Linked DNA regions of Mus musculus: region 2 is linked to region 1. Evidence: chromatin contacts called from public Hi-C data. All regions are on one chromosome and are shown on one strand. Each heading gives the region's core, a stretch centred on a gene start, on an enhancer-like site or on the middle of the called end of the contact. The rest is flanking DNA. Distances are from core to core; before and after follow the strand shown. Region 1 has its middle 44 kb from the start of Bace2. Region 2 holds the start of Bace2 (beta-site APP-cleaving enzyme 2).

What was found. Hi-C and Micro-C count contacts between places; a contact is called where the count stands out from the background.
Region 2: a Hi-C map of the N1E-115 cell line shows a contact between it and region 1, with 12 times the contacts expected there. The contact joins the promoter of Bace2 here to the enhancer-like site in region 1. A contact is called at or near these places in 2 of 39 promoter capture datasets (liver and macrophages), 7 of 484 Hi-C or Micro-C datasets (the N1E-115 cell line, adipose-derived mesenchymal stem cells, embryonic stem cells and 4 more) and 3 of 115 datasets of contacts at active chromatin or transcription factors (the HPC-7 cell line and embryonic stem cells).

The regions. Positions count from the first base shown.
Region 1 is chr16:97,310,906-97,314,987 of GRCm38.p6, forward strand. No RefSeq gene overlaps it. Among named protein-coding and RNA genes, the nearest start is that of Bace2, 44 kb to the right of the region's middle. Within about 2 kb of position 2,151, at least 22 of the 459 cell types and tissues checked have an H3K27ac peak or open chromatin away from gene starts, as enhancers often do. A contact at or near this core is called in the N1E-115 cell line, where this site is marked.
Region 2 is chr16:97,355,013-97,358,636 of GRCm38.p6, forward strand. It overlaps Bace2 (beta-site APP-cleaving enzyme 2), which reads left to right and starts at 1,716. Exons shown (of 9, transcript NM_019517.5): 1 at 1,716-2,089. The coding sequence starts at 1,790.

The sequences.
Region 1 (4,082 bases), core at 901-3,400:
TGGGAAATAAACATGTGAGATGCCCCCCTCCCCTGTTGTTCTTCTTCCTAAGGTGTTGGGAGCCACTGACCCTGTTTGAATGTTAACTGCGTTGTCAGCCATAAGTGCTTACTTATAAAGTTTTGGCCTTAGTGGAAAAGTATTAGCTTAGTTGAGATTTTTGTGGGGAAAGTTGAGGCCTCCGTGGGAAAATACTACCCTCAGTTAAGAACAAATAGCTATAGATCTTATGCACAGGTACCTAGCAACCCATTCTGTTCTGTTCCTCCTGCTGAACTTTTTACCTAGCCAATATCCTGCTTTTGGGAACAGGTGAGTTCTCCCAGAAACAAAGAGCGATTCTGCGTCATCTCCCTCCCCATACCCTGCTTCTGTGGGCATAAAACCTGCCTGGGAAAAATAAAAATTTGACAGCTTGATCAATCAGACTTGCTGTCCGTCCTTGTGTTCCTCACCCCTCATTCTCTCCGCAGGCGGTTCCTCAGACCCTGTCCAACTGTCCCGCAGGCAGAGGCACTAAGGAAGCTCACATACAAATTGTAACCTCAGCACATGACCTTCCCAGGTTGATTTTATTCCAAGAACATTAAATTATATGTCCTGACAACTTTTAGGCTGAAGTTAGTGTCACATTGACACTGTATAAACTACCTCCAGCATCCACCTTAGAATTTTCCATTTTCTCCAGCAGACACTCTGTCTCTACCAGACATTGACTGCTTGCCTCAGGGGACACCATCTTTGTGAGGTCTCAAAGAAACAGGGACAGAGGCTGAGCTGCACCTATTTAACATATCAAAGTGGAGGCTGGTGACTAGTCTCTCCTGGCACCACCAGTCCTTGTTGCAGAGTCCTGGCTCCTCTAGGCACTTCTCACCTTGCCTTGAGCCTGTCTCCTCCAGCTCCTGAGCTTCATTCCTCCCTGCAGTGTCTCTGATTCCTATACAACTTCAGCCATTTTGGCTATGCAGCCTTTTGGTCTCTCTCATGCTCTCAGTCCTGAGATCCCTCCTGCCCACCTCCCCTCCCCTCCCCTCCCCTCCCCTTCCCTCCCCTCTCCTCTCCTCTTTCTCATTTCCTCTCTTGCTCTCCCATCCCCTTCTCCCATGGCCTGGTTCAGTCTACTGGCCCTGTTCAGCCAGGACCTTTCCAGATGCCTCTGGCTATGTTCTCTCTCATGTCTACAGTAAATCTTCTCCCCAACCACACTGTGGAGCAGCCAAGGCCTCGCTTTTCATTCAGTCACCACTACCATTCTACCTTCTGTCTGTTAACCCTCTAACCTATGGTCTATGTGTAAGTGGTAACATGCACTGTTTTTCATGCATGCAATGTTGGAGTATGTACTGGGACGGTCTTTTTATAGCTGAATAATTGTCTGCTGCATGAATCAGATTTGGTTTTTGTGCCATCAACATGTAAGTGCTCTGTGAATCTCTCTCTCTCTCTCTCTCTACACACACACACACACACACACACACACACACACACACACACGGGGGGGGGGGTGTAGGAAAGCAACTGCTGTTTGCTTTCAACTAACCTAGCCACCAGTGGACTAGAAGTCACCCATTCTTCCTCACAGATCCCCTCTTCCAGCTTCTAGCAGTTGATGTCACAGTTAACACCACGAGATTCCCTTTTATAAGCACTCCTTCCTTAAGTGGCACCTTGTACCACCTCCCACTGGTTAATACTGAGCAGGACATTGGCTTCAGCCTTCTCTGTAGCAGCTGCTTGAGAAGTGAACACTTATTAAAAGAGATTCCATGGGAGTGTAGGGAGGGAAGAGAAGAGAGACTTTGCAATCACAGGCTTTTCTTGGGGACAGGCACTTGGGGACATCCAAGGGTGGAACCAAAGGACCGACTCATTGGCTTCAAGACTGGGGTTCTCACACAAGGTGGAAAACAGGTGACAGAGGAGGAAGAGTGACTGGTTAGTGTTCCTTCCTGGAAAGCACAGGGACACGGAGGAGGGAACTGTGGGCATTCAGCTCTGATTATGCATACTCACTGACCGCCAAGCACAACAAGCACTTGGAGATAGACTAACAATCTTTTTTCTTCTGGCCATACTGGACATAGATTTTGGTTCAGCAATGAGCTTCCTTTTCAGAGGATGCAATGCGAAGCTTCCCCAGTAGAGGGCACTAGATGGCCATGAAGGAATACTCGGTCTCTGCCAGGAAGCTGCCTGCTGGAGAGACAGAAGAATGTGGGGTGGGGGTGAAGAGAGGTAGGGGGTTGGGTGGGGGGACACAATGAAAAGAGGCAGAACTAGAGACTCAAAGAGTCGTGAAGAAAGCCTGATGTGAGTAGCCAGGGATGCCTCCTAGGTCCATGATGGGGTCCTGTCTTTTGCTGCCACCAGGGGCCACGTCTGAGTCTGTGGCCCTGCAGAAGTAGGGATCTGTTACTACAAAAAGGCCACGTGGATGCCCCCCGAGGGCTACTCTCCTGGTACATGTTGATGTCTGAGGGCTGTGCAGAACTGGCGTACCCTCGCCTGGACATTGTGGGAGAGCTGGCCCTGGGGAGATGTTAGCAGGAGAGAAAACTCCGCCCCTATCCAGCTGCAGTACTTAGGAGAGCAGATCTGACATTGTGGGTGAGCCAATCCCCCGGAGAGTATGAATGTGGAAGAGTTGGCCCAGCCTCTTGTCTGCTATGTGGTGACATGGGAGAGGGAGAGATGTCCCCCTTTCCCCCTTGCCACCTACAGCAGGCTAGGAGCTGGCCCTGAGGTCACCAGAGCAGGAGAGATCAGAGCCCTGCCCTCATTTGCTGCAGCACAGTAAAGCTGGCCCTGGTTGTGGAGGTTTCAGGAGAGCAGGCCCTGCCTCTTGTCTGCTGTGTCATGACATTGGCAAGAGAGAGATCCCCACCCTCCATTTTGCCCTCACAACTGGCAGCAGGTGGGAAAGTTGACCCTGACCAGGTCATGAGAGCAGAACGGGCCCTTCCCATCACCTGCTGAGTCACTTGGGAGAGCAAGCTCCCTCCTCTCCCCTTCCCTTCCTTGTCCCTTGCCATCTATGGCAGGCAGGAGAGCTGGCCCCACGGTCATGAGAGTGGAAGAACTGTCCATGTCCCTCACAGCTGCAACACTCAGAAGAGCAGGCCCTGCACCTCACCTGGACAGCAGAGTAGAGCTGACCCTGGTGGCAGAGATGGCCTCAAGGTTGTGAGAGTGAGAGAGGCAGTGAGCTGACCAGCTCAGATACCTCTCAGGCCCAAATCTAAGACTTTGAATTGGTCCACCCCAACATCTACCCCTTGATGAACTGCTGGAGTTCATGAAGGGGCCTAAACTCCTGTATCTCCATGACACAGGACAACAGCAGACTATCTGAGAGGAGTCCCAGCGAGCTTCTAGTATCAGTAGAGTGGCAGAAGCCAGAGGCCTTGAACCAGACCAACAAGTCATTCAATGAACATTTGGAAACAAAGAAATGTGGACAAAAAGGGTGTGATGTGGGACACACTATAACACACTGTAGCTTCCACAAGATTTTTTTTTTCTGCAAGGGTGGAGAGTGGACACAAGGGGAGGGGGAGATGACTGGGATTGGGATGCGTGATGTGAAACTCACAAGGAACCAATAAAAAGCTTTAAAAAATAATAAAACACTTAAAAGAGCAAATACATTCTATTTTCCATTTCATTCTTGACCTCTTAAAGTGGGAGGAGTGGACCAAACATTTAAAACTAAAGGAAATGATTTTAAATGCTAACATGGAATTATCACCCATCAAGCTAAGATGATGATCTTAGAAAGAGCTGTTTGCTTTCCTCTGTAGCTAAACATATCCCCTTGAACCTGACCTGCATCTGGTTGCTAGGGCAAGCACCAAATTAATATGTGTTCCTACATGGTGCCCTTAATAAAACCTGAGGAGGCATTTAAAAGTTGAAGAGATGAGAATATTAAAATCATTCCATCACCATCTGAGCACATGAAGGGCCACAAAGCTGGTGTAGACACCAAAGCAGTGTGAATCCACAGGAAAAACTCCTATTTCTTACTCTCCTGCTTTGTAGTTATTGCCTAAAAGATCAGCTTTCACCCTGCTGCACAG
Region 2 (3,624 bases), core at 466-2,965, 44 kb after region 1:
TCTATGCAGTTGTTTATACACCTCCCTTTTGCCAGGGAAAGCTTGGAATAGCCATGCTACATGAAATAGAGATTTTCAAATAAAAACACTAACTAGATCCGAGTTTTACAGATTTCCCCTGTGTTTATTTTTTAACCTTAGAGAGCACAAATGTCTTTAATATTGACCTTATACCTTATACATCCTGTAGCACCTGAGTTGATGTCCTCGATAAATTCCATGTGCTTCCAAAAGGATGCTGTCATTCTGAGAGCTGTCTGGGTGGTCCCCAACCCCTCAAGACTGAACACCAGGGTTTGTAAATAACTACCTCTTTTTAAATTGTCCTTTCCTTACAATCTTGAATTTAAATGTGAATATATGAATGTAAGAGCTCGCGATAACTATGCAGATTTATGGGCAATAACAATTTAGGTTCTATCCTGGAATTCAATCAGGCCTGCCTTCGTGTGACTGGGGATTCCTTGAAGCTTGGATAGAGTTAAGAGGGGGGAAAAGTGCAACCTGTAACCAAAACCATTTAGAAAGTAGAACAGCTGAAGATCTGGGACAGAAAGGTCCCTGGTAGAGCAAGAAAGGATTCTGACATTGGAAAGGAGGGAACAAGCATGGACACTTGTATCTGGAAGTTCCGGTTAAGGATTAGGGACGCTTGATTTCTACTTTCCATTGTTTGAAGATGGTCTTGTTTGTTTTTTTTAAAAAAAAAAAAAGCCAACATAATTCAGCTGGAGGAGACACAAAGATTTCTCCTATTCCTTGATTCAGCAAAAAATCGATGAGTTTAGCTGCTGTAATTGTCCCCCCTGCGTTCAGTACCTGAAATAAAATAGCCCTCTGAATGCATTTCTGCGGCTTCGGTGTCTGGCTAAACAAGTATTAATTAGATAATCTGCGGAGAGCTGGTGGGAGGATGAAAGAGGGGGAAGGCTGGATGGCAGCCTCATTTGGGACCCTGATAGTAATTCACTATCTTGGTGGACTGACTGAATCCCTGGGAGATTGAGCTCAGCTCCTAGCGGAATTGGATCTGCATTAAGGACAAGAGGAAAGCCAGGAAGACCAGGCCCAAATCTACCTCCTCAAGCTGTGGTTTTGGGTTCAGGGGAGGGTAAGCAGGAAGGAGCAATAACCCAGATCCCTTCTCAGAAATTCAAAATCTGCTCACCTGCTTCCCCTATCCCTGGGGCTCTCAGCGCCCCCAGCCTCCATTCATACTTCAAATCCTTTCTCAGAGAACCAGCTAACTCCTAAGGAGCTGGAAGGGGAGAACCACGCGTGGGAGAAGCTCCGAGAGGCAGCCAGACCCTGTTGGAGTGCGCTTGGCAAGCGGAGAGGTGCACTCTTTCACAGTTGCCTGCCCCGCGCTCTGAGCCTTAAGTCCTAAGGGCACTTCTGCCTCTGCAGGGACAGTGGACCCCCGGGGGTTCCTTGAGCGCAGGACCAGAAAGCCAGTTTGCGCTTTAGCTGCCCCTTTAAGGGTTCCCGAAACTTTCCAGCAGCTCTAAGCTGAGCCTCGTCATATCCGTTAGCCGTGGCCTCCCGGGCACGTTCCGGGGAAATTTTGCACTCCAGTTTCCCGGGGAAGAGGCGCGACCCGCGCCCATCCTTGACCTTGGCCACGGAGGAGGGGCAGGGCCTGCGGGGAGGCGGCCGCCAGAGGGGGCAGCGACTGAGAACTTGTTCAACTCTGCACCGCCTTCTCCAGCCTCCTCCCTGTCCGCCCCGCCCCGGCCGGCTAAGGACCGCAGAACCGCGCTCGCAGACTCGCCGAGCCCCCGCTGCGGGGATGGGCGCGCTGCTTCGAGCACTCTTGCTCCCGGTGCTGGCGCAGTGGCTCTTGAGTGCGGTCCCCGCGCTGGCCCCCGCGCCCTTCACGCTGCCCCTCCAAGTGGCCCGGGCCACGAACCACAGAGCCTCGGCTGTTCCCGGACTCGGGACCCCCGAGTTGCCCCGGGCCGATGGTCTGGCCCTCGCACTGGAGCCTGTCAGGGCTACTGCCAACTTCTTGGCTATGGTGGACAACCTTCAGGGGGACTCTGGCCGCGGCTACTACCTAGAGATGCTGATCGGGACCCCTCCGCAGAAGGTAGGGTTGGGGGCGGTAGTTTCTGTGAATTGACTCCACGCGATTTAATGCCGTCCCTAAGGCAGTAGCTTTCACTGGGAAGAAGGGTCAGGGAGATGCATGGGTTGGGTGAGGAGTGGAGGCGCGCGCTAGGGACGCACCAGGGAGCGCAGCCTCTGCCGGAGCACAGCTCAGGGGGTGTGAGCAAATGTTTCAGAACTTGGTGGCCCTCCCCCACCCCGTGGAGCTTGACAGCTGAAGGAACCTGTAACATGCTTCGGGCCCAGGAGCGACGCCTCCTTCCAGCAAGAGCGGTACCTACTGAGTGGGTGGTGGGTGGGGTCTTGGAAAAAGGTGCTGTTAGGTGCAGGGAAATCACTGGAGTTGATACCATCTCTATGCTGTCTCATTGCTAAAAAGACTCTTGGACAGCATCCAAGGCGCAGTACCCTTTAAAAGAGATTTCTCCATGAGCTCAGCTAAAAGACACCCGGTTCCAAAGTGTCTCTTTGCAGGGCAGAGCCAGCCGTCTTCCTTCCTCGGAGTTTGTTTGCTGGCTTCCTCATAGCTGTCCGGCTGCCCAGCCTCTGGGAGCCGTGCACCCGCCAAGGCATGCATCCTGCGGGGGTTGGAGAATGTGAATGCCATTAGCTGCTGGGGAACACCAAGCGCGTAGCGAGTCAAAGATAAAACAAACGCAGTCCAAACAGCTTTCTTCCCCGCCTTGTGCCGATGTTCATTTAACACTTCGAGTGACAGGGAACACCGGCTCCCAAGCACGGAATCTGGCAAGGGAAACAAAAGCCTCACAGAAGTGATCCGACCCTCTCCAATTCGAATTCAAGTTGTCTCATAAGTTGAACGCACCGTATGAAGACACTTTATTTTTAACATCGTCGTTGGGGGTTGTCATGCTGATGTGATTACCCATAAATAGAACATGCTCATGACTTTTGTATAATTCTAATTAAATTATTCAAGACTTTAAGAGGATGAGCCATGCTAATTTTTAAAAAGAGAAACTGCAGAGTAACTTCTGTGGTTGTTTAGACCTTCAAGAGTGTTTTACTCAAAACGTTAGTTGTGGTTGCTGTACAGGGTCCTTGTGTGCGCAGTCCAGAAGTGGCTGCAGGGCAGACTGAAGGGGGGTGGGGTGGGTGGCAGTGTCAGCTGAGGAGGCTTAGGGTCCCCTGAGCAGTCTGACCACCATGTGAGCATGATCTCAGGGCAGAGGGAATCCTGTGAACTGCCGTTGGCAGGACTGCATAGAACAGGAGGGACCTGCCTCTTTCTTTTATACACAGGCCTCAACTGAGTCCTCATGTGTTAAGGAAAAGGAAACCAGGAAGAAAAAAAAAAACTTTAAAGAGGAGGAGAAGACTTCTCTTACAAAGCTCTCCCTTGCTTTGCCTTTGTTGATAATTCAATGACCTTTACTTTAAACTCAGTGATGAAATTTAATTAATTTAATTACCCAGGATGTAACGAGCACCCAGGTTTGTATCCTTAGCACAGCCAAGGAAGTACTTCCTCTGAGGTTATTTCTCAGCTAGACT